Linked DNA regions of Mus musculus: region 1 is linked to region 2. The links are chromatin contacts, called in public promoter capture Hi-C maps. All regions are on one chromosome and are shown on one strand. Each heading gives the region's core, a stretch centred on a gene start, on an enhancer-like site or on the middle of the called end of the contact. The rest is flanking DNA. Distances are from core to core; before and after follow the strand shown.

What was found. Capture Hi-C pulls out chosen DNA fragments and counts their contacts.
Region 1: a promoter capture Hi-C map of adipose tissue shows a contact between it and region 2. The contact joins two enhancer-like sites. A contact is called at or near these places in 3 of 484 Hi-C or Micro-C datasets (CD4 T cells, the CH12 cell line and bone marrow-derived macrophages), 10 of 115 datasets of contacts at active chromatin or transcription factors (craniofacial prominence, double positive thymocytes, embryonic hindbrain and 7 more) and 2 of 9 other capture datasets (adipose tissue and pancreatic islet).

What each region holds. Positions count from the first base shown.
Region 1 is chr14:7,975,672-7,979,195 of GRCm38.p6, reverse strand. Dnase1l3 (deoxyribonuclease 1-like 3) reads left to right here. Exons shown (of 8, transcript NM_007870.3): 5 at 1,960-2,072. Among named protein-coding and RNA genes, the nearest start is that of Dnase1l3, 17 kb to the left of the region's middle. Within about 2 kb of position 1,550, at least 30 of the 459 cell types and tissues checked have an H3K27ac peak or open chromatin away from gene starts, as enhancers often do.
Region 2 is chr14:7,830,272-7,833,790 of GRCm38.p6, reverse strand. The region is part of intron 1 of Flnb (filamin, beta); the gene reads right to left. Among named protein-coding and RNA genes, the nearest start is that of Flnb, 14 kb to the right of the region's middle. Within about 2 kb of position 1,395, at least 73 of the 459 cell types and tissues checked have an H3K27ac peak or open chromatin away from gene starts, as enhancers often do.

The sequences.
Region 1 (3,524 bases), core at 301-2,800, 150 kb before region 2:
TCTTCCTTACATAAGGACTATAAACTTGCCAGCCTCCATTTTTCATTTTCTTTTTAGTACAAAAGCCAAACATATTATCAGAGTCCATAGTCAGGGTCTAGGACTCACAAAAAATCAGGTCTGCCACTTGGCACCTAGCACCTAGCACCCCAAGAGTCCCACCTGAGATGGTGGTGGGGAAACAAGAAAGGCACAATTGCTGCTGTGGCAACAGCAGGAAGCAGGTGGCAGTGTCCTGAGCCCTGTCCTGGGGGACTCTGGCAAGACCCCCAGAAAGCAGAGAGAGGCAGCAAAGAAGAGAAGCCAGGGGAGGTAGAGCTGGACACTGGTCAGCAGTCCTGGTCATGATGTCACATGAGTGTTGTGACTGGCCCCAGGGGGCAACTTGGGTGTCCTGGAGGACATTGCTACTACCTGGGGTTTCTGCCTAGGTTTCCGACAGGGCTTGACCTGCCTGCAGGGTTCACTGTTTCTGGAATGATGAGAACATCTGTCTTCAGTCTCAGGGGATGAGAGACTTGTTGACTCCTTAAATGGTGATCATGTCAACTCAGAATCGGAGCCAAAGTTTAAGGTAGCAGAGGAGACAAAAGCAAAATAAATGCACATATGCCGGGCATTCATCTTGCCTTAGTCACCTTGGACACCTACAGCCCCAGAAGGCCACTTTAAACAAAGTAGTCACTAAGGCCCTATCACAAGTTACCTTTTGTCTGTCTGATCTAAGTCACCCTTTTCATTTTTGAGGCAACAAGAAGACCTTAGATATCCTGACAGTGCAGATCAAACTTGTTCCAAGGATCTCAACACCCCTAAACAGCAGGAAATAGTCTGACAACCACTTCCTGTTAAGGGCCCACTAATACTGCCTGAGAAACTTCTGATCCTTCTGTCTCAGCTTCCCAAGTTTAGGAATACAGATGTGTGCCCCCCCACCCAGATGAATTTATTACTCTTAGAAAAGAATGATACTGCCATAAAACATAAACAGTTTTTATTACTCCAAATAAACCAAGAGAAAAATTTTGAAAAAGAAAGAGCAGGTGAGACCCTCAGAACCCACATAGGAGAAAACCAACTCTTCAATGTGATTTGTCACACACACACAGACACACATAGTCACACACAAACATACACACACAGACACACAAACAGACACACAGTCACACACACTCATTCACATACACAGACACGGATACACACACACAGATACACACACAGACACACACAGAGATAACACACACAGAGACACACATATAGATTCACACACACACACACACATTTAAAAAGAAAGGAAAAAGAAGGAGAGGAAAGAGAGAACGCACAGTGCCAGCAGGTGCCACCAGCTTCCTTTTAACTGGAGAGAGTACAGATGGGAGGGAGGAGTCTTCTATGTCCTAAAAGAAAACAAGTGTCCTGGTGGCTCTAAGTCCTGAAGTCCCAGCCACTGGCTGGAGCCTGTCTCCAGCCTCCACATGTAGCAGTGCCTCCTAGAAGGGACAGTTTCTCAGGCAGTATTAGTGGGCCCTTAACAGGAAGTGGTTGTCAGACTATTTCCTGCTGTTTAGGGGTGTTGAGTTCCTTGGAACAAGTTTGATCTGCACTGTCAGGATATCTAAGGTCTTCTTGTTGTTTCTTTCTTGCACACAACTACTTAACAAACTGTGACTAGCAGCAATCAGCAATGGGCCAACAACCAACTACGCCTCTTGGGGACCTAACTTTTATATACCCCTCTGAAAAGTCCCCAGAATTCCAAATCAGAATCTATCTGCAGCTGGCAAAATCACACCCCTCACAGAGCACGAGACAAGTCACAGTCAGAGGCTGTGGTCAAACTAAAACAGCCCCATATCTCACACCTGGGATTAAGACAAAAACATATTCTCATAATATTTCCGTGTTTTAAAAAAGAAACCAGAATTCTCACTGTGCCACCTCCTATTTGCCATTCCTCAGCTGTCAAGGACTTCGTGATTGTCCCCTTGCACACAACTCCCGAGACCTCCGTTAAAGAGATAGATGAGCTGGTCGATGTCTACACGGATGTGAGAAGCCAGTGGAAGACAGAGGTGAGGCTCTTGGTGCTTGTTTGTTTCCATCAAGCAACACCCAGTTACTGAGTAGGAGGGCAAAGGGACAGGGTATGTGCGAGCCTCCACAGATTCACTGCCTCCTCCTAGGCGTATCTTCAGCCCTAAACATCCTTCTTGCTAAAGCTGCTTGGGCCTGTCCCAACAGGCCTTGGGAATCCATGCTCTGCTGCATGTATAATGGAGGTCAGCACTGGGCACTGGGGCCCAGGCAGTGTGCTGGGACTACACAAGAACAAGTGAGTTTAATCTTCTCAATAATCTAAACAGGGGCTGGGGAGAGGTGCAATTGATAGAGTACTTGCCCTGAAAACACGAGGGACTGAATTCAATCCCCAGAAACCGTAAAGTAATAGACAACCCCCATACACACACACACACACACACACACACACACACACACACACACACATACAGAGAGAGAGAGAGAGAGAGAGAGAGAGAGAGAGAGAGAGAGAGAGAGAGAGAGCAACAGCACCTAAGGAACACTCCCCAGGTTGCAGGCTGGCCCCCACAAGCATGCCTATATGTGTGCTTGCACATGTGTACAGCCTGCCACACATAAGCAATTCTACAAGTTGTCCCAATTCACAGCTGAGAACTGTGAGGTAGAGAGGTCAGGAGTGTTTCAGAGGCAAGATCATGAAAAGGAGAAGCAATATGGAGGCTGCTCCTCAAGGCAGCCATCACCTCTCCATTTGGAAGGCTCTGAGCTGAGGGTTTGAGGAAGGACCTGGTAAATGCGGAAGGGCTCAGATGGCTCTCCTGTCAAATTCCTCTTTTTTTCCTTTCGGAATATGATGCTGAGAGTCCCTCTTCCTTCTTAGTTCCTCTGCTAAAGGTATGAAATGAGTCAAGTGTGGACACAGCTGGCCAGAACTGACCATCAAGAAGCCCAGGAGTGTATTTTATTGCTTATTTGTAAGTTCCAGGACAAATGATAAATCCCATGCATTCAGCAAGAGTATATTGAGCATCTATCGATCAATAGACCCCGAGGAAGAAACCTTGGATGAGGAACCTTCAGAAGGGCAGATTGAAGTTTGACCCCTAATGCTTCAAGCTCCTGGCTGGTGGCCTAGAGCTGCCCATCCGATCCCTTTAAGGGTTAGAGTCTAACCTGTTCCTTCCATGGCTAATGGTGCTTTCAAACCAAGCTGAATTGAGTTTGTAAGTCACTCCATGCAGGTCAGAGATGATGTTCTGTCCTTGACTGTGTACCTTAATCTCAAGGGAAACCCTAATTGCAGATATCAAAATAAATTGTTCTTAAGGAAAACTCGAAAGTCAGCAATCATCTCAAACAATAGCACAAAAAAGGAAATAAGCTGTTTCCTCTGTAGTGTGGGATGTTAAAATTCTCTTCCTTTGGCCCTTGGAGATGTCATGGGGGCACTTCCAACAGTTGGTGGTATAGGGTGGAGAAAGACA
Region 2 (3,519 bases), core at 146-2,645:
GGAAACCACTGTAAATTACTAATGTAATCAGAGCTGCGTGGCTACCAGTCATGATGCATCAGAGATGTGGTTCTCCCCGCAGGTCCAGTCCTCCATCAGGTCTGAGCAGGCCAGGAGAAGGGCTTAGCATTAGTGCGCTCATGGTTACTTTCCACAAGCTCAGCTGCTCATTTCCCCCTTTTACTACAAGCAGAGAGGCCTCCTGCTGAGCAGAGGCAAGCTGGCTGCTACTTTATAACACTGTTTTGGGTTTATTTATGGTTACCTTCCATTTACTCAGTGATGTTGCTTTTCCATTATGATAGTGACACAAAGTCTCCTTTTCAATTACATCTGTTGTAAAAGTGAGTCAACTGCAGGCGGAAATAAAATTAAGTGAGGATGAAATGGACACCGCCATAGAATGTAAAAGTAGGAGAGGGGAGGTGGCTCCTTTACTGTCCAGAGTGAGTCCAGGAGAGGCTGGCCTCATTCCGTTCTTGTTTTTTTACAGACACAAAAGTAAGGTCAGAGAAGGGGGTCCTAATGAATTTAGCGATAGACCTGGGAATAGGAATAGCTAGCATGGAGCCAGGCAGTGGTGGCCCACGTCTTTAATCCCAGCACTTGGAAGGCAGAGGCAGGCGGACTTCTGAGTTCGAGGCCAGCCTGGTCTACAAAGTGAGTTCCAGGACAGCCAGGGCTACACAGAGAAACCTGTCTCGGAAAACAAAACAAAACAAAACAAAACAAAACAAAACAAAACAACCAAACCCACCCCACCCCTGCCAAAAACAAACAAACAAACAAAAACAACAACAACAACAACAAAACCAAAGAAAAGAAAGAATAGCTAGCCTGAGCCTTGGCTAAACAGCTGCTGATGCTATTGATACATTGACCTGCCCGAGCTGGAGAAACAAAAGCCATTGTGCCCCGTTGACTGACTCATTCCTTCCTGTGCTTAAACAGATCTGCCTTCCTCACTCAAGAACCTTTACCAACTCTACCTTTGGGAAAAGGGCTGGATGTTCCCTGGGCACAGAAAAGAAAATGATGATTATTATGTTGTCCTATCAGTCAGGAGTCTAACCTACCCATGGAATCAGCAGGCAAATGGAGGAAGCAAGACGCAAACACATCCCTTCAGCCTGGTAGCGGGGAGAACTGAGGACACTGCAGTCACTTCCCAGATCCACTCCTACATTAGAATCCACAGAATTCACTATGGCAGCCTCCTACGCCCATCCCGATCCAGCAACCTTCAGGGATCTTCAGGGTAGTTCCCGAGCATTACTGTTAAAGTACTACCATAAGCTTCATAGCACAAGGTTGGACTGTGCTAGGGTTAAGGGCATACCTAGGACAGTGAAAGTGCTGGTGCCAGGTGGCACAGGCTGCCCTACAATGTCCCAGACATAAGAGCCTGGATTAAAGTGAGAGAAATTGATACCCAGGGCCAAGTCCTGGACTGCTAGTCTTCTATCCGGGTGCTGGGTGGAAACAGATGGCTCACTTTGCTACTTTGATCCACATGAAAGCATGCAAGGCAGTCAGCATGGCCTTGTGGTTGCAGAGATTGATACTGGAAAGACCTTCTTGTCTTTCTAGCTCCCTACTGCTCCTAATTTCCACTAAATCCTGACAAGACAGCAGGAGCTGCACCCAGGACATTAGCAGAATGCACTTGTTTTTGCAAGATAAAGTGGAACCAGTGCTATGGACAGAATCAGCTATCATTTCCTGGGTGCTTGCTAGGAGCTAGACACACCAGAGTGTCTTTTTCTACCCCACAACTACATGAGGGAGAATGTTGTGGGGGGAGGGTTGTCCCTCACTTCCTTTGGAGCCCAGACTGGCTTTGAATTCACCTGCCTCAGACTCTCAAATGTTACCTCCCTCCCCTCCCCCTTCTGGTAGAGTCTATGTTGCCCAGGCTGGTTTCAAACACTCATGCTCAAATGAGCCTCTAAACCTGAGAAGCACCTGGGATTACAGATCACCTTGCCTGTCTGGAGAGCAGGAGAGAAACATCTTCCTGTGGCCAGTCAGAGCCAACAAAAAGGTGATCAGCATATTACAATTCTTTCAAAGGCCATCTCTTATACAGACAAGGCAAAAGCAAACATGCAAGAAAAGAGAGGGGGAAATGGCCCAGTCAAGAAAAGTGCTTGCCTCTAAAATATGGAGGTCAGAGTTCAATCCCCAGCACTCATATAAAAAGCCGTCCTACCTGCCCCCCCCCACATAAGCACATACACACAGCATCAAAAGAAATAAATAAAACCTTTAAAAGAAGGTTGTGAGATAGCTTAGCAGACAAAGGTGTTTGCCCTGCAAACCTGGCAACCCAAATTCAATCTCTAAGACCAAACTGTAGGAGAGAACCAATTCCCACAAGTTGTCCTCCAGCATCTCCTGAAGTGATGTGATGTGACAATGCATGCCTGCCCTGGCCAATCAAGTACTCACTCGCACATGCAATAACAACAAATACATCCTTTAAAAAACAAAACAACAAACAAACAAACAAAAAACAAAGAAGGTTGGCAAGATGCCCGAGCAAGTAAAGATGCCCACTGCCAAGCCTGAAGATGACTCAGATTCCATCTCTACAACATACACGGTGGAAAAAAACAGAACTACCCCCCCAGAACTATCCTCTGACCTTTACACATGGGGTGTGACTCACATACACATATACACATGTGCACAGGTACACACTCTCACACACGTACACACACACATGCTTTAAATTTGAAAAAAAATGGGGGGGGGATATTGTAAGAGACAAAAAGAATGGATTAATGAAAGAAAAGGTGAAGAGCAAAGGAGCCAGTAGGGAAAAAAAATTAAAAAAGGAAAATGATTGTCCAAACTGTGGTGGTTTGGATGAAAATGCCCACCAAAACCTCGTATATCTGAATGCTTGGTCCCCACTTAGTAGAAGTGTTTGGGAAGGATTAGGAGGTGTGGCCTGGGATGGGCTTTGAGCTTTTAAAAGCTATACCATTCGCAGCTCTCTTGACCTCCTACATACAGATAAGATATTAACTTTCCTCTACTGTCCCAGCACCATGCCTGCTTGCCTGCTGCCATGCTCCTCACCAGACTCCAACCTTCTATAAATTACCTTGGTCATGGTGTCTCATCAATGAGAAAGCAACTAAAATACAAACTGATAAGAAAAGTAGAAGAATCTGTCAAGAGTACTTGGCATTGCCAGGAGTGGTGGCTTCTGCCTTTTATCTATGCCTTAGGAGGCTTGCCCCAAGTTTTGGACCTGCCTAGGCTACAGTGTGAGATGCTGTCTTTTTTATTTTTTATTTTTTAAAAAGGCATTAGCTTTTAATCTCAGAACTTGGAAGGCAGAGGCAGGCAGATCTCTGAGTTCAAGGGCAGCGTGGTCTACAGGACAGCCAGAGCTACATAGTTAGATCTGTCTCCAAAAAACAAAAACAAACAAACAAAGAACAAAACAACAACAAGTAAAAGTGCCATCATTCTTTCTATCTTTAAGGCAAGATTGCCCAGAAGGCC